Regions from separate parts of the Mus musculus genome. Here regions 2, 3, 4, 5 and 6 are each linked to region 1. Evidence: chromatin contacts called from public Hi-C, HiChIP or PLAC-seq and promoter capture Hi-C data. All regions are on one chromosome and are shown on one strand. Each heading gives the region's core, a stretch centred on a gene start, on an enhancer-like site or on the middle of the called end of the contact. The rest is flanking DNA. Distances are from core to core; before and after follow the strand shown.

Region 1 (2,777 bases), core at 160-2,659:
GCTAGATCAGAACCAAAACTGATCGTAACTTGTGGATGTTTGTGAAAGCAGTTCAGACAAAAGCAAGCTTTGAGATTCTAAAGCTGGAGATGAGAAATTTAGAATGGGGGGGGGGAGGAGGAAGAGGAGGGAGAGGAAGAGGAGGAAGAAGAGAGAGAGACAAAGAGACAGAGAGAGAATATTTAAACAAACATCATTCAATCTGGTATAAGTTCTTGCCTAAGTTCAGCTTCTATGAATAGGAGACTTTATACATATTAGCAATGCTATTTGATTTGAAAAAAATATCAAATTGCTATTTGGAATTTTAGTAAGATGAACAGAAGTGAATTAGACACCAAAGCTAGGGACATTAAGGGACATTGGATTACCTTGAATGTGGGCTGTGATAGGAGATGGTTAAAAGGTAGAAGTCTAAACACTGTTCAACCAGATTTCAGTTTCATGGAGCTGCAAAACATGTCTTAAGAGAGGCTTGTTCCCTCCTTCGAGACACTGCCTCTCTCTCCACCGGCGTCTGCTTTTCTTCTGAAACACTTTCATAATCAAGTGACTTTCCTTGCATGGGTGCCTGGGGACAGCGGGGATTTCTCTGAGGATGAAGAAAGTTACATATTGATTACAGTTGCTTGCGGCGTGTTTGCTCCCGAGCTAGCTAGCACAGACAGATCTCTAACACTGCACTTTCCTGGCGTTCACCGAAATAAACATCCCACCGTGAGAAAACGCGTACATACACCACACACACACACACACACACACACACACACACGCTCTCTCTCTCTCTCTCTCTCTCTCTCTCTCTCTCTCTCTCTCTCTCTCTCTCTCTCGCTCTCTCTCGGGCGCGCGCACGCATGCGCGCGCACGCACCCACTCCGCACCTCCAGATGAGTGCACAAGGAGTCAGAAAATCCGCAACTCCCTTGGCCCAGTGTTTGTGTGTGTGTGTGTGTGTGTGTGTGTGTCTGTGTGTGTCTGTGTGTAAGCTGACGACGTGGGTTGGTGTGTGGACTAGAAGGCACCAGGAAGACCGCAGCTGCCTCTCTCTGCAAAGTATACGGTGATTCCCCACGCCTGGCTTTACATCCTATCCCCAGTTGAAATCAAATCACTGCCAAACTTTTCTCTTTCTAGAGGAAGACACCCTCTAAACACCAGGGCTACCACGGCTCAGCCCTGGGCGCCGCCGCCGAGACTTAGCGCGGGCTCTGCGGGCCTTGATGCTCTCCGGTCGGACTCAAGCTAGTCAATGACTCTAAAGAGCTGGGGCTGCTGGCCCCGCCCCCGCCTGCCGTTTCTCCGCCTCCCATTGGGCGTGGGCCGAGAAGGCAGGGTCTGGCTCCCCACGCCGATTGGCTGGCAGAGAATCAGTATCAATGTTTAAGCGGCGGCGTGAGGTGAATAGAGTCAGTCAGCAAGAGACGCTGGGGAGAGAATCCGGACTGCGAGCCCGGCGGCTGCCGCAGCGGAGGAGGGCGGCTCGGAGACGGTACTCCAACTGTTGAATTGAATTTTTCACCTTCCATTTCCTCCGCGTCTTGGCTGGCGGAGATGGATTTATTCGGTTTGAAACCTGCACGTCTTTCTCAGGCTTTGGGGTGATCCTGACAGGCACCGCACTAGACTGAAAGAGACCACTCGTGACAGAAAAAAAAAAAAGGAGGAATTAAAATTTAAAAAAAACCTCCACAACAGACTGCACAATTAGCTATGCACACCGATGCTGGACTTTGTGAACAGAGACCGTTGGGAGGAAAATCTTGAACTATGATCCTGGGCTAAGCTGTGAATCATTACTGGAAACGTGCCCCCACCCCTAAGACTGAGAGATTTGGGGGCATCTCACGCCTAACCAAGTGGAAAGGTTTTTTTTAAAAAACAAATAAATATTCGTAAGCAAAGCAGACGCCTTGTTTTGCAGAGCCTCGGACTCCGGCCGAAAGAGGTAGAGTAAAAGTGTTCCTGGATTCAGCTTTGCCTTCCTCCCCCCACGCTTTTTCTCGTTTTTCTTCCCCCACCCCCGACGTGATTCCGGCTTTTTTGTTGTTGTTGTTTGTTTTTTTTTTGTTTTTGTTTTTGTTTTTCCTATTGAGTGGTCAGAGAAAGCCTTAAGAAGAAGCCTCAACTAAGGACTGCGAAGGGAGGACCGTGAGGGGAGAGTGAATACGATTCGTTCCGCTGCTTCTGACTCATCCCGCAGATGAGAACACCTGCATTTCTGGATGTGTCATTCCCGTATACCGAGGCGCTGGGAGAAGCGGAAATAATGTGTAGATCAACCCGTGCCTAACCTCCCCTCGGAGGTGGAGGAGGTAGTTTCCCCGGGTGGGCGCCCTGGCAGAACCGCGGTGGCTGCAGCTCCTCACCCTCTCTGCCTTTCCCAAGTCGACCAGAGACCGTGTGTGAGCCAGACTGCAGAATGCATCACGCCAAGCCTTGATGTATTCCGTCGACTCTACTCCTCCAATTTAAAATAATAATAATAATAAGGGGGGAAAAAGCCTACACTGTTATTCTCTTCAAATATTCACCACTCTTGTTCCTCGCCAAGGTTTTCCTTTCTAGATGAAAAGGAGGCTGGGCCACTGGAAGGAGGTGCTGAATAGAAAGAAAAGAGAGCCACTTGACAGCCCAGCCCTGTGAATGCAGAGACTGTTTCCCTTCTAGCGAGAGACAGGGCAGTGTGTGTGTGTGTGTGTGTGTGTGTGTGTGTGTGTGTGTGCTAGGACTGGGAGGGTAGCTCCCTCCTCCTTTCTAGTCTGCCCTCCCCCCTCCCC
Region 2 (2,777 bases), core at 148-2,647, 2.0 Mb after region 1:
GAAGCAGCAAGCAGCTGGCGATCAGTCTTCTACAGCCCTGGCTCGGCTCCCCAGCCTGGACCGCTCCCAACTGCAGGGTCTGAAATGCCTCTCTACTGCTCCTTGGCTCCTTTTACCTGTAAAACGAGCCGAAAACAATCTTTCCCAAGAAATTTCAATGTTCATCGTCTAATCAAAGTAGAAGGCCCCAGCATCCCTCAAGGAGGATCCAGAAGTTGGCAGTTTCTGAGGCGAGTCCCATATTCCTCCCCTAAGGGGTCAGGATTTTTCAGGTCTGGGCTCTTCTTGTTCTTTTGACAGCGACATTAATAATTGTACCAGCTCTCCCCTGGCAGGGCCGCACCACAGAGTAAAGCCTGGAGTAGGAGCTGTGCCCAGCGCAATAATACCAGTTAAATAAGTACGTTCATTACCTCCCAACAGTCAAGGAGTTTAAAATCCGTCAATTCACCCCACATGAGGGAGATTATGTGATTTACATGTTAAAGTGCCCCTGTGGTTTGATTTGCATAGCAAAGACTTTGGGGGCACAGAAACAAAGCATCCGCATGCATGACAAGAGGACTATTAGCATAGAGAGAGCAGGTTTTCCGACAGCCCAGCCTGGCAAACAATGCTGCACCTTCGCTGCTCGCTGGAGTTTATAGGATTTGACAGTTTCTCATCTGAGGGAGGAGAAGGTTAGGGAGTTGGGGTGGAATGAGGTTCGCTAGATTGGCTGTCTGCCTTAAGCACAATAATTTGTCTTTCTCTGAAGACCTCCCCTCCTCTTATCACCTTTATCGTTTCTTTCTGATGTTCATTCAAAGACGTCTTCTGCCGGGCAGTATGGAAGAACGAACCATAACTGTTTCTCAGGGCTGCAGATCTTAGTCTGGGAGACCCAAGGCTTTCGTGTCTCAGAACCAACTGGGCTAAGAACACAGTAAAAGCATTACAGCGTGTGTATCAGGAAAGAAAACGAAAATCTCGAGAATGTGAGTGGGGCTAGTGAGCTGGGAAAGGCAACATTCAAGAGTGTTAGGCTTCAAGTCTCGTGTCTTGCCATTTTCATAGCATAGCCAGCCTTCTCTCGAGCCTGTCACGGGGGCTTTCCCCACGCACATTCTATTTCTTACAAGCGGTCCAGGTAGGAAGTGGTTTCCAGTCTTTTTTGTTTTTGTTTTTGGTCTTGTTTGTTTGTTTGTTTGTTTTTGTTTTTGTTTTTTTTCCAGACAGGGTTTCTCTGTATAGAGCCCTGGCTGCCCTGGAACTCACTTTGTAGACCAGGCTGGCCTCAAACTCAGAAATCCGCCTGCCTCTGCCTGGGATTAAAGGCGTGCCCTGCGCCACCACTCTGTGCTCAGTCATTTTCTTTGAACTGGCTTCTTTCATATGTTAATCTTGAGGGCTTTCTCTTGTCTCAATACTCCAGCCATTAGAGAATTCTGGCATTGGCTCTGCCCTCCAAGACCCACAGGTACAAGGGGCTATCAAGGTCTCTCAGCTCCCAGGATGAAAGCTTTTATGGCTAAAGTAGCTAGGCAAGGCTTACCCTCCAGCAAAATAGAGAACCCCTGTTTTTCACACCCCCCCCCTTTTCATCTTCTGAGCAGCCAGTCAATGTGCAATAGCTCTGGAGTGACTCATAATGGCAGAATAACCAACACAAGTCTTACAGAGCTGGTCATTTGGCTACATATGCTTCCTGCTATGGAATTCTCCTCAGGAGGCAAGGTTAGCCCACTAAGCACAGAATCAGAACAAATAGAGTCTGGGGATGTCCTGAAAGGGCCTTTCCATCCATCACAGTATCCTGAAAGTGTAATGTCAGAAATATAGAATACATTTATGTGTTTCTCTGAAGCACACAATGTATTAAATAACAGCAAATACTCAAGCTACAGCAGTTTCAGCTGCAGTCATTTACTAGATATCCCTGTTTTCCTTGGTAACATAGATTCTTTTATCCCAATTTTAATTGCTAGTGTTAATTTTCAAGTCACTATTGTGCATCACATAGTAAATCTGTCTTTGTATGTATGTATGTATGTATGTATGTATGTATGTATGTATGCATGCATGTAGTATGTGTGTGTATGTAAGTTACAGAATGGTTGTAAAGGATTAAAGGGGAAAGCAAGAATTTTCACAAAGCCCCGAGAAGCAAAGCTGGAAATCTGACACTATGCAGAAGTCTGTATTGGTCAGATAACAGACCTAAGCAGGTTCTGTTATCCTGAGTCTCTGGGTCAGCAAGGTTTTGTTTGTTTGTCTGTTTGGTTTTTGTCTTTTGTTTTTGAGCAAACCTTCAAAGCCGAGTCCAGCCGCAATAATAAAAGAGTAGGGATGGGGCTGCTGTTAGATAAAGAGACAGACAGACAGACAGATTGAAAGCGGTTTACATAGGCAAACAGGAATATGGATGAACAACAATTGAGCAGGCACATTGTTGGGAGCCGCCCCCACATTCGCCGTCACAAGATGGTGCTGACATCCTGTGTTCTAAGTGGTAAACAAATAATCTGCGCATGTGCCAAGGGTATTTTACGACTACTTGTACTCTGCTTTTCCCGTGAACGTCAGCTCGGCCATGGGCTGCAGCCAATCAGGGAGTGATGCGTCCTAGGCGAAATATAACTCTCCTAAAAAGGGGACGGGGTTGCCGCCATTCTCTCTCGCTGGCATCTCTCTGGCTCTGCGCGCCCTGCGCTCGCTCGCTGCCTAAAGATGTAAACAATAGAGCGCGCTCTGCGCTTTGGCGGCGCCGGAGCTCTGGCTCCTAAAGATGTAAGATA
Region 3 (2,777 bases), core at 111-2,610, 1.8 Mb after region 1:
ATTTCCCAACTTAGCACAGCAGAGTCACGTAGGCAAACATGGGCATTTTGACTGCAGTCTCCACACACATTAGTTATTTCTGGCTGCCAGGAGCCACAAATAGGCTCGGTTGTTTTCAGTTTAAACCTCAACTCTCCCTCACTCAGAATCACAACAAATAGACACACAAAGTCCCCACCTCCAACCAGTTATTTTACCTTGAGTATACTTTTCCAAGGAAGACCTTTTATTTTTCTTTCCTGTATAAAAAACATTAAAAAAAGGAATTCCAAATCATGTTTCTCCTTCACTAGTATATTGCTAACTGCTAATTAGAGAGGATTTCTTTTACTAAATGATTTAGTTCTTATGTCTTCTTTAACACTTGAAAGGTTCCAGCTTCAGGAAAAGAAGGAAGTGCCTTAATTAAAGTATGAATGATTAAATATTCAGTTTTAATTGATGCTGCCCCATGCTATTATTTTGCATGTTTTCTGTAATTCTGTTATCAGAATCACCAAAGAGAGAGACATCAACTACTGACTAGACCTAAAATGTGGAAAGGGCTTCTGCCTGCTCACATTTAGGCATTTAAGTTCAAGAATCAACTGAAGAGTAATTTGTGGTTTCCATGGCAACATCACTAATTGCTGACAAACTGAATAAATGAATAAATAACAAATAAATAAATAAATAATCAACTGTTCCTGCAGCCACATGGATAATATCTAATATTTTTTAAAAGAGTGAAATAGCACTTTTTCTTAGGTAATTCAAGTCACTTTCCTGGTAGGAAAAAAAGCCAAGGACTTGAAGGGTTAATTCTTGTTTGACACAGGTGTTAGCTCAATGCTGCCCAGGTCTGTCAGGCTCTGGCTGCCAGCACTTTGTTTCTGTTACAGGTAAGGGAATTTGGCTGCAATGAAGAGTGAAGGATTTTTGCATCTTCCAACTTCAGAATAGCAAAGAGAGCGCGGAGGCAGATGGATGAGATGAAGAAATGGCACCCAACTCTGGATTTGAACATCTCTTAGACAAGAGGTGGGGGGAAATAACAAGCCGAGATAGAAAAGGTGAGTTCAAACCTGAAATCAGCCACTTGCCAGGGAGGTCAGCCAAGCGTGATCGCTCACTAGCAAAGGTTTCTGATTTCTCTGCCTGGCAGATTTGAAAAAAACATAACAAAAAGAGTGAACCCTTTGGGACTTGGGAACCTGTTCAACTGATACAATGTCACCATTCAAAACTCACCAATTTCTGAACTGCTGTGCATCATTTGTTAAAATTGCTTCAGCCCGAGTTACCTTCCCCTGCTCTCTAAGTCTCCTCACTGGGTCACCAGGACTAAGCAGGAACATTTTGATAAATTCTGTTTCCATGACGATGAATTAGAGAGTGAAAGGGGGGAGGTGTTGAGAGATCTGTATTCTGTAGAATACTCTCAAATGTTTGCCTGTTTTCATTTTTAGCCATTTAGTTCTCATGGCTCTGTTCCAGGACTCTTTAATTTGCCAGTAGCTGTTTTTCCTGCACAGATTACAGGAGTAATTCATCAGCGAATGTTTCACTCGGCGGTCTCATCTAATGTAAGGAAACATAAAAATGAATTTTTCCAATTATGCCCTTTGTTTGTTTAGAAAGAGTGTACTGCGTATCCTCCTCCTTCTCTTACCATCTAGCCTTCCTGTTTGTCTTTCTCTCTTATTTATTGACCATTACCTTACACGCACTACGACTGCAATTTGTAAGATGTTGGGATCTGCTTTTAACTACCAATAAATTCTCAAAAGGCAATGATTTTTGAATTTACTGGACTGAAACCCAGAGGGGGATGTAAAAAGAGAAAGAACATTAAAAGAGTGAAGCTGGGTACATGCTACAATGAAACAAAATGTTTGCAAATTTTAAAAAGCAATAGAGTCTTTTCTTTACCAAATTACTTTAAAATGGCTTATTTATATACAGTGGAATTTGTTTTTGTTATTTCAGAATTTATCTGTTTCCTGAATGTAATGATAAAGCTACTACTTCCTTCAGGGACCCCCAAAAAGTGGTTTTGATGGTTTTGTTCTTTCTAAATGCTGAGACTACCCACAGATTGCATCTATTTGCACCAGGAAAGCCATGTGCATGCAGACAATGTAGTGTCTCTTCAGAGAATGCAAATCCCATCCAGTTTGCCCTTGCATACCAACAAACTGATAATCTAGTTCCTTCTAAATGCTGAGTTCAAATCATGGGCTTTCCTCTCCTCTTCTTTCTTTTCCCTTAAAATAAATCAAATAACCAGTTCTCAACAATTATTTTCCTTTCTTCCAAAATTGTATGGGTACAAATCTAAAGACTACTTACAACTTTCCCAAGTTCACTTATCTGTTGTTTAAAGCAGGGAGACAGTTTGCCAGAAAATGTCTGAATCCTCACACAATAATTAAAGAAGTGTTTACCACTAGTTGTGCAAAGCTCAGTCAATCAGTACTTTTAATTTTTTCAATAAATAGTAATGCAATAATATAATTTGTCTGCAAAGAACAGCTCTTGGGGGTCATATTTGCTCTTTGGGCTTAGTTTCTTCTCCAAAAATAGAGAGAATTTTCTCACAGAAAAGGATATAATTTTCTCCTGCACGCAAAATATTACTAATATTAGTGGCTCTCAGAGAATGTGCATGATTGAAAATCAAAGTAATTGTTTTAATGAATAAACACAAGTTGTTTTGCAGCAGATGTCTAGAGACCATTAGAAAAGAAAACCATACACTCCACACTCAGTATGTTGGTGGCTCTGAATTTATTCAT
Region 4 (2,777 bases), core at 164-2,663, 1.7 Mb after region 1:
ATTAAATAAACAAACAAACAACTCAGGTATAGTGGCTTACATCTGAAACCTCAACACTTCTAGAAGGGAAGCCAAGCGCATGGGAAATTCAACATTGTCCTTACAGATAGTCATTGCTAATCTGTAATATATGACATTCTGCCTCTAAAGCAAAAGGAATGTAAGATAAGATTAGCATTATATTCCAAAAAATAGAAGTGATATTATAAGAAAAACAAATTCTTGGACCAAATTCTTAATAAATGGTATTAGTAATAAGTAAAAGGGAATAAATATGGAAACTTATAATAATAGCCACAATTAAGAATCATGATATTTTATAACACTATATATATATATATATATAGTGTTAACACTATATATATATATAAAATACCTTAAAAATATCAATGAAGACACCTATAAGGGAAGATGTATATTTTATAATGTGTAAAACTATTATAATACTAGCTGTAAATATGTGCCCAAGTACCTCTTCAGGGCTTAACCTTACCCAGCAACTTGTGGTCTAAAGTACTCATAAACTTACATATTTTCACATATCTTCTGTTTTATTTTGACTCAAAAATTATCAGAAGTTTGAAGCAAAATTCACAGAATTACCTTGATTATGAATTTTATTATGGTATTTTCTGAAAAGACCATTGCAATATTTTCAGTGACTATTGGAGTAACTTGTAATTTCTTATATGCTTGTAATACCACATTGTGCTATTCTAAAATTATAAAATATTTAAGAAAATTTAGAACCATTTAATCACCAGTAAATTAAGCAAAAACCTTGCAAAGTTGCAGTGTATCTGCAGGCCACAGAAGTTCAAGAATCCTATGATGCAGTTACTGGTCGTTTGAAGGACTGGGTCGACTAGAGCTGAGCTCAGTCCTCATCTCCAAAGCAGCCTTATACTCAAGCACTTTTTCCATCTTCTCCAACAAATGGAGCCAAGCCTAAGGGAAAGAATTGCTTCAAATCAGACATTATCTTCAAACGACTTCGTATCAATTTCCAGTTTTGATACAGCAACTGCCATTGCATTGGATCTTTCTTTGATTCTTTGCATCTGACACAAAACCACTCAGCTAAACAAAGCAGGGTCACAAATGCTCAAGGTCAGGTACCATTGATGATAAGAACCATGAACTCTCCACAACTTGTTGATGACGACAAAGTTGGGAATTCTTTCTGTCTCAAATACATGCCACAGAGTAAGTCAATCTCCATAATCTCCACCCTCCTATTTTTTTTTTTTTTTTTTTTTTTTGCTTTGTCTTTTAAGGGTAACATTTCAAAGCTGAAGTTTGCCTACACTGTCTAATTTCAAAAGTCTGATTGCCACGCTGAGGTGCAGCTTGTCCACGAACAATACAGATTAGAAGATCACGTGGCTCACTCGAGGAGAGACTGGAGAGTGTGTAACAAACCCTGTTAAGGTAAAATTTTCCACAGGTGACATCTGTGAACTTTCACTGTAACATGATATGTTTTATACGATTCTCGTTTTCAGTGTTCTGTTTCTTGCTGTCCCGGAGAAAATTAATGATCCTTGGAAAATACAAACTCAAGTGTTAGGCGCTATGTGTTATGTATTCTCTGATGGTTTTGCTGACCATTCTAGGAAAAACAAAAAGGTTAATTTGATGGCTAAATATTGCCCCAACAAACTTTGAAAAATGTCACCACCAGGAACATCACTTTTCTCTCGCTGATATCCTTTATGCCTTAATTTGAAAGTCAAATGAGCATTTCTAGGCATAAGAAATAAGAGCTAGGGTGTGCCGGTGGGTTTATTTTTAATTGGAAAAACAGCTCCTGTTTCTTAAAAGTCAGGTAATGATTTCAGGGTGTTTATAAACAAGACCTGAATAAAATATTAGACAATCATGCTTGAAAGCTCTTAGAGGTTGCCTAATCTAATACAAATAGAGGGAATTGTGAAAGTAATTGGGGTTTCTTTGTTTGCTGCAGAACTTATGGAAAACTTACCAAGTATAACATTTGATTCTTTTCAGGAGATTAAGAACTGTGCTTCAAGTTCTTTGCATGTGACTAAGATTAATACTTTTATGTATTAGCTGCCAAAATGAAAAGTGCTACAGAAATAAATACACTATATTCATACAATTAAATCTAGATCTGTAGAGGGGAGATGTGCTGTTTATTATTGTCTTTTACTCCTAAGCTCCTAGTAATACTAGTCATCTAATAGTCATTATTATGTTTATTATAGATAAATTCAAAGGCTGAAACACATGCTTCCATATAAAGAGATTTTTATTAAAGCCATCAGTTAAGTCATTGATCTGGAATGAAATTTAGATCAATACATTTTCAACTCTGACCAAACATCTTTCCTCACCACATGACCAGCTTGTCCACAGTATGCTGTGCATGTCCACATAGGAAATTGCCAAGCACAGAAAGATGGATGACTGTTATTTAGAGAATATATCTAACTGGGGCAAGAAAGAAAAAAAAAACTGGACAGTGCATGACTTGGTAAGGGACTATGTTTTTCTCTACCGAGCACTTCAGTATATAATGTACAATTTCCTTAGGTGTAGTAGATGTTAGTTTTGTGATTTTTGCCCATCTTTTTTGGTACCTGTGTTAGATGTTAGAATTACAGAGAGAGTCCACTGAGTATGGGCATATCTATGTATATATGAACATAAATACAGTTCATCCATTTTACCTTTACAAACAGCACTTCTCCAAAACTAAATCTCTTCTGAGCAGATAAACCCAACTGTGTCCTCAGACTGTACATTTTGCCTGG
Region 5 (2,777 bases), core at 151-2,650, 1.4 Mb after region 1:
ATTTATTGTCTCAAATGGCCCTCATTTATACCACCCCTCACTTTCCCATTTGCTTCTTCCATTCCATTTCCCTCCTATCTTTCTATCCTCTTTCCATTCCTCTTTCTCAGGTGGATTGTTTTATAGCTTCATCCATTCACCTGAGAAATTCATTTTTTAAACAACCAAGTAGCATTTCTTTGTGAAAACAGTCCCGAGTCCGAGTACCCACCTATTATTGGACATCTGAGCTGGTTTCAGTTACTGGCTATTACACATAGGGCAGTGATGACCAAGGGGGAGCAAGTGCCTCTGCAGTAGGATATAGAGTCTTTTGACTATGTGCATAAAGAGTGAAATAGCTAAGTCTTAAGGGAGATTTAGTCCCAGCTTCCTGAGGGGCAGTCATTCTGATCTCTATAATTACTGTACATTTGCCATCCAACCAGTAATAAATAAGTGTTCCCTTTCCCCCACATTCTCATTGGTATATGTCACTTGTTTTATTGATCATATAACTTTTTTAATGAAGAATACATTGAGGCTGTACATCAGTGTTAAAGTGCTTGTCTGACGTGAATGAGACCCCGGATTTCATTCCCAGAACTGCAAAAGACTAAGGTTGTAAATATATTAGTAACTTTAGTTATATATATATATATATATATATATATATATATATATATATATATATATATATATATATATATATTTAGTTATATATATATGTATATATGTATATATATATATACACACACATAAATATATACACACAATATATACACACACAATACACACACACACATATATATATACACACATACATATATATATATACAATATATATACACACAATACAGACACACACACACACACATATATATATATTTGAGAATAGGGAGAGGAAAGGAAAGGAGAAGTACAGGGCTAAAAGGAGAGGAGAACTGGAGCAGGTGTCGCCTTGAAGGAAATTTCTAGCAATTAGATATTTATGATCATGCGTTTTTCTTCTCAGATCTTTATATTACTAGTCTCTACTAAAACACTTGTATAAAAATTGCCTCAGAAGCCATGGGTGAAATATGCTTTAGCAAAATTCTAATTTTATCCTATATATGTAAAGACTTAGAAAAAAAAAGAAAATTTCACTTGAAGTCTTTGCGATGTCATAGCCTCTTCTTTCATCAAGTGAATTCATTTGTATACCAATTTGTCTTTTATGTTTTAGGTTTAATTGTAATGTTTATAAATACCCTTGCCTCTCATTCTTCCACTTTCCCTCTTCCTGTGTACCTCTGCTCCTCTCCTCCTCCTCTCCCGCTTCTCTTTTTCCCTCCCAACTCTGTTGGCACCAAATCATCTGCATCTCTGGGATTTCCTGTTGTCTTTGTTCTGCTTTGTGATTTACTACTCCCAGCAGCTCCCGTTGTGTGGCCTTCCAGCACAGTAGATGGGCTTTCTCAGCTATTTACATGGTTTTCTGACACCATTGTATGTGCTGCAAGGCAACTAAGGGGGTTTTATCTTCTTAGCCTTTTCTAATTATTCTGATTTGTACTGGTTTTAAGTCAATTAAGCAGAAGCAAACAGAGGATCAGCTCCAGCTTGTACCATTTTTTTTAAAGGATTGATCTTTTCTGTTTTGTCTTACAAGAACACTATGCATTTTTTCTTTTAATGTATCAGCAATTCAATATTTAACAACCTCCCTACTGTACATAATCCCTCTTTTTTTGAAGCTTCTGTTTTGATAGTGCTTTATTTGCTATTTGAGAATATACATCAAGTAGGTTTTTCTAGAAACACCTTCTTTTCCCTCTGTGTCGGTTCCATTTTGTTTGTTTGTGCTTCTGTGCTAGTATGATAGGTCAACATGCTCTCCCCCGGAACTGCATCCCCAGTTATGGGTTGCATTCATCAAATAAATGATTCAGAAGTCATAATATGTAAAGATGGTAATATACAGAGATTGAATGTTGCCTACAAGGAAGAAAAGATCTAAAACCATCCAGAAATCTCAGGTGAACTGTCTTTATGATACTAAACTTGAAATACAGAATTGTAAGACTACACTGGAAAGACAAAATGAATACTTGGAACATGAATTTAGTACATGGTGTTAGTAATTATTCACCAAACATTAGATTATAGGTACTGTGATAAATGACAGAAATCTCTTGTTTTACATTGTTTTATTGATTAAGGATTTCCACTTGATCCCTATTCTTTATTTTCTAACACTGCAAACATTGTAGGTACTACTATAGAGATTGCAATGAGGTGCTTATAAGTACACAGAATATAGTAACTGAGAATCACTATGACTCGGGGAAAGCTAATGGGTAAATAAATTATCACATGCATTTTTAAAATTTCTCCAAAATATTATAGCACTGTTTACTTGAAATATGTAAATAAATGTGCCCTTTAAATTTTCCACATAAAAGAACAAAACACTTCTATCATTCAGCTATGAACTTCAAACACAAGTACAAATAGTGTTTATATTCAGTTATCTTGCAGTTCTTTTAATACCACTTTATTAATATATTTTCATCTAGAGAGAGTCTTGAAATTCATCACAGGTAAAAATTTCTGAAGAAGGGATTGCAATTTGAAATAATGATACATCATATTTTTCCATCAGAAAATTATTTTCTGGTTTGCTACTTTGCTAAATTTGAGAATGCCAATACCCATTTTCACATAAGCAGCCACAAATACCAAATCTACTTCGCTAGAAACAAGGCTCTTACACAGGCTAGTTTCTAAGGGATACATTGAGGAAAAGAGTGAAG
Region 6 (2,777 bases), core at 103-2,602, 1.1 Mb after region 1:
ACAATGTTCCTATTTCAGGATGCAGACGCCAAGCAACAGGAGTCCTGAAGCAGCATCTGACTCGAGCTTGTCAAGCTTTACAAGCTGTTGGGTGGTTTTGTTTTTGTTTTTTCCTGCCTCCTCCCTGTCCTGGGGGCTGCTTGATTGTCCTCTGGAAGCTTCCACCATTGATTCCCCATTTCCTTACTGTGATGTTCTTCCTGGGAGACATAAGGGCTTGCACAGATTGTTCTAATGAGGGTAATGCACAGAGCTCTTACAGATAAGATATGTGGGAAGCAGGAAGGAAGCGTCAGGGGATGCCCAAATGACTTATTTAATCTGTATCTCTCATTAATCTACATACTATGTGCCCATTCCCTTGAGAGGTTGGCACTATAGTGATACCCTGCAGTTTGGAATTTATGTAGGATTTCAGGGGAGGGGCGGGGTGTCATTTTTCTCATTATCTTTTCCCTGAGGTACCCAGACAGAAGGGTGTATGTGTGTGTGTGTGTGTGTGTGTGTGTGTGTGTGTGTGTGTGTGTGTGTGAGAGAGAGAGAGAGAGAGAGAGAGAGAGAGAGAGAGAGAGAGAGAGAGAGAGAGAGAGAGGTTGCTTTTCAGTTTAAGTGACAGAAGTACTCAAGGGACTCATAGAGAATATTCCATCTGGGCAGCACAGGCTGCATTACATGGATTTTTTTTTTCACCAGGCAGAAATGTTTTCCTGCTTCTCCTCTGAATATTGTAGGAGAAATACAATTTCAGAGGGAGAAAGATAAGTTGAGGGAGAAAGACTAGAAGTGCAAAATGGAGAGACCCTTTCTTAGCATAAACTCCACTGTGAGGGAAAATGCAGGGCAGCAATTGAGATGCAGATTCTAGTCCTGATTTATTTATTTTAAAACATTTTAGATGCACTCAAAAGACAACCCATCAGTCAGTAGTGACAGGGAACATGAAAATGTATAAGAATAAATTGAGCTTTAATTTTTCTTGACTAAGTATAGACATTCATCATAACTCACTTGTAATAGCATAGGACCTCTCCCCACTTCCTAACTCTCCTCTTTGTAGCATCATCTAGTTTGTTATGTGTCTTAAACCTAATTAGAAAGCAACCGTCTGCTGTTTTAAAAATGACTATTTTTCTTCCTTTTGGCCAATATTGGTGAAGGCCCACTGCAATTAAAGTTATGGCAAAAGTTTATGCAAAACAGTTTGATGTTTCTGCTAAATAGTGTGTGAAGTCCTCCTCCTTGTGATGCCTAATTACTGGTGTCATAGAGGCATCTGTGCACACTCAACACTCTAATGGGCTGCTCCTACAGGACTAATGCATTTTAATTGATGCTGTTTAGCGTGGCTTTTGCTTCCTCACTCACATGAGAAGCTCTGCCCTTCTGCTCATCTGTCCTCAAATGAGCTTGGACTCTGCTGGGGAACTCGGTGCAGATGGTCAACAAAAGGTGAAAATTACCAGGATCCCAGCTATCTGTCTCCTTTCAATCAAGCTAGAATCTGAATTACTAATCAGCTTCCTTCTGCCCCTCCACTCAGCCCTACTCTGAGTGCTGAGATGTTTACATTCGGATTTAATGCTAATCTCTCTTTGTCAAATGGCTTTATCAAGTCCCATTTGATTTGAAACACACCTTCCTAACCAGCAAATCAGGGACAGACTATTCCAGTACCTCATCCTGCAGTTCATTTCAAATACAAATTGTTCTTTCTTTGGGGAGAGAGCTAAAGACTAGTTGAATTTCTTTTCCGGTATCAACTGAAAAGGGAAGAAAAAGTACTTGAACACAATAGAACTAAATGGCAAATCACGTGTGTTTCTCTTGAATTGGACAGTGCATCCTCCAAAGAGTTATTATCAGCAGTACTGTTTGGCTCTTCCCAAACACCGCATTTAAACTTTGGAGTTCTCTGAGCAGTATGTCTTTCCTTTGTGGATAAGAAGTCAGACATACAGGGAAGAATAAATTATGGACACTTTTACCCCACTGACCTTTACAATAAGGATATCGGGCTTTTATATTATTTTGATATTTTTGTACGTAAATATTTTCAAAATCATTTGTAAAACTCAACACAGGTTGTAAAGACAAAAGGAACCTGAAGGATGGGACAGGATCTGTATATCCCAAGTTTAAAAGAAAGCTGGAAATCAGCTACCTCTGCTGGTCAATTAACAGGTCAGTGGCATTACTGTTAGAGGCAGTGAGTACGAATCCTTCTTGTGTGACCACAGAGTGGGAAGTGTCCTGAAATTGTAATGACTTGCTGATAATTTTAGGTGACATTCAGTCTAGTCATTTTTCTCTGCTTTAGAGAGAAAAAGAGACACAGAATTGCACTCTCTTAAATCATCATGATCCTAGTACTGGTTTCTAGGCAACCATAACAACTGAATGAAAAAAAAAAATAGAGAGACTTTAGATTTCTTTTTTTGAATAAAATACATGTTTTTGCCTGTCAATCAGGGTTTTCTTGCTCTTCGTATTCCATAATGAGATATTTATATATTTGAGCTTTAAATTAAAGAGAAAAGGCTCTACTATCTATAAGTGCTGTGCCTATGCTTTATGCTTTAAGAAAAATACTATTCTTAGAAGCAATTAATAAGATTAAGATGCTAAGCTGGGCGTGGTGGCACACACCTTTAATCCCAGCACTCGGGGGCAGAGGCAGGCAGATTTCTGAGCTCAAGGCCAGCCTGGTCTGCAAAGTGAGTTCCAGGACAGCCAGGACTATACAGAGAAACCCTTGAAAAACCAAAAAAAAAAAAAAA

What was found. Promoter capture Hi-C pulls out the DNA fragments that hold promoters and counts their contacts. Hi-C and Micro-C count contacts between places; a contact is called where the count stands out from the background. HiChIP or PLAC-seq counts read pairs in DNA pulled down with a chosen protein or histone mark.
Region 2: a contact with region 1 is called in an H3K27ac HiChIP or PLAC-seq map of embryonic stem cells, with 12 times the contacts expected there. The contact joins the enhancer-like site here to the promoter of Pcdh17 in region 1. A contact is called at or near these places in 8 of 39 promoter capture datasets (cranial neural crest, embryonic stem cells, hippocampal neurons and 4 more), 1 of 484 Hi-C or Micro-C datasets (uterus), 8 of 115 datasets of contacts at active chromatin or transcription factors (astrocytes, craniofacial prominence, embryonic forebrain and 3 more) and 2 of 9 other capture datasets (embryonic stem cells and liver).
Region 3: an H3K4me3 HiChIP or PLAC-seq map of forebrain shows a contact between it and region 1, with 6 times the contacts expected there. The contact joins the enhancer-like site here to the promoter of Pcdh17 in region 1. A contact is called at or near these places in 4 of 39 promoter capture datasets (cranial neural crest, frontonasal cranial neural crest, hippocampal neurons and 1 more), 3 of 484 Hi-C or Micro-C datasets (cerebral cortex and cortical neurons), 3 of 115 datasets of contacts at active chromatin or transcription factors (embryonic forebrain, forebrain and stem cell-derived neural progenitor cells) and 1 of 9 other capture datasets (embryonic stem cells).
Region 4: a contact with region 1 is called in a promoter capture Hi-C map of second pharyngeal arch cranial neural crest. The contact joins the enhancer-like site here to the promoter of Pcdh17 in region 1. A contact is called at or near these places in 8 of 39 promoter capture datasets (the 3T3-L1 cell line, the C10 cell line, cranial neural crest and 5 more), 4 of 115 datasets of contacts at active chromatin or transcription factors (astrocytes, embryonic forebrain, embryonic midbrain and 1 more) and 1 of 9 other capture datasets (liver).
Region 5: a contact with region 1 is called in an H3K4me3 HiChIP or PLAC-seq map of neural tube, with 5 times the contacts expected there. The contact joins the enhancer-like site here to the promoter of Pcdh17 in region 1. A contact is called at or near these places in 3 of 39 promoter capture datasets (the C10 cell line, hippocampal neurons and maxillary cranial neural crest) and 4 of 115 datasets of contacts at active chromatin or transcription factors (craniofacial prominence, embryonic forebrain, forebrain and 1 more).
Region 6: a Hi-C map of the N1E-115 cell line shows a contact between it and region 1, with 16 times the contacts expected there. The contact joins the enhancer-like site here to the promoter of Pcdh17 in region 1. A contact is called at or near these places in 9 of 39 promoter capture datasets (the 3T3-L1 cell line, the C10 cell line, cranial neural crest and 5 more), 1 of 484 Hi-C or Micro-C datasets (the N1E-115 cell line), 4 of 115 datasets of contacts at active chromatin or transcription factors (astrocytes, embryonic forebrain, neural tube and 1 more) and 1 of 9 other capture datasets (adipose tissue).

What each region holds. Positions count from the first base shown.
Region 1 is chr14:84,442,154-84,444,930 of GRCm38.p6, forward strand. It overlaps Pcdh17 (protocadherin 17), which reads left to right and starts at 1,410. Exons shown (of 4, transcript NM_001013753.2): 1 at 1,410-2,777. It overlaps Gm32498 (predicted gene, 32498), which reads right to left and starts at 1,251. Exons shown (of 4, transcript NR_168882.1): 1 at 372-1,251; 2 at 1-83.
Region 2 is chr14:86,395,689-86,398,465 of GRCm38.p6, forward strand. No RefSeq gene overlaps it. Among named protein-coding and RNA genes, the nearest start is that of Gm32913, 25 kb to the right of the region's middle. Within about 2 kb of position 1,398, at least 30 of the 459 cell types and tissues checked have an H3K27ac peak or open chromatin away from gene starts, as enhancers often do. A contact at or near this core is called in embryonic stem cells, where this site is marked.
Region 3 is chr14:86,260,446-86,263,222 of GRCm38.p6, forward strand. 4930529K09Rik (RIKEN cDNA 4930529K09 gene) reads left to right here. Exons shown (of 4, transcript NR_040457.1): 3 at 882-1,052; 4 at 1,515-1,597. Among named protein-coding and RNA genes, the nearest start is that of Gm41220, 3.9 kb to the right of the region's middle. Within about 2 kb of position 1,361, at least 22 of the 459 cell types and tissues checked have an H3K27ac peak or open chromatin away from gene starts, as enhancers often do. A contact at or near this core is called in cortical neurons and forebrain, where this site is marked.
Region 4 is chr14:86,106,513-86,109,289 of GRCm38.p6, forward strand. No RefSeq gene overlaps it. Among named protein-coding and RNA genes, the nearest start is that of Gm32729, 65 kb to the right of the region's middle. Within about 2 kb of position 1,414, at least 1 of the 459 cell types and tissues checked has an H3K27ac peak or open chromatin away from gene starts, as enhancers often do. A contact at or near this core is called in second pharyngeal arch cranial neural crest, where this site is marked.
Region 5 is chr14:85,813,716-85,816,492 of GRCm38.p6, forward strand. No RefSeq gene overlaps it. Among named protein-coding and RNA genes, the nearest start is that of Gm32729, 360 kb to the right of the region's middle. Within about 2 kb of position 1,401, at least 4 of the 459 cell types and tissues checked have an H3K27ac peak or open chromatin away from gene starts, as enhancers often do. A contact at or near this core is called in neural tube, where this site is marked.
Region 6 is chr14:85,507,314-85,510,090 of GRCm38.p6, forward strand. No RefSeq gene overlaps it. Among named protein-coding and RNA genes, the nearest start is that of Gm32729, 660 kb to the right of the region's middle. Within about 2 kb of position 1,353, at least 22 of the 459 cell types and tissues checked have an H3K27ac peak or open chromatin away from gene starts, as enhancers often do. A contact at or near this core is called in the N1E-115 cell line, hippocampal neurons and neural tube, where this site is marked.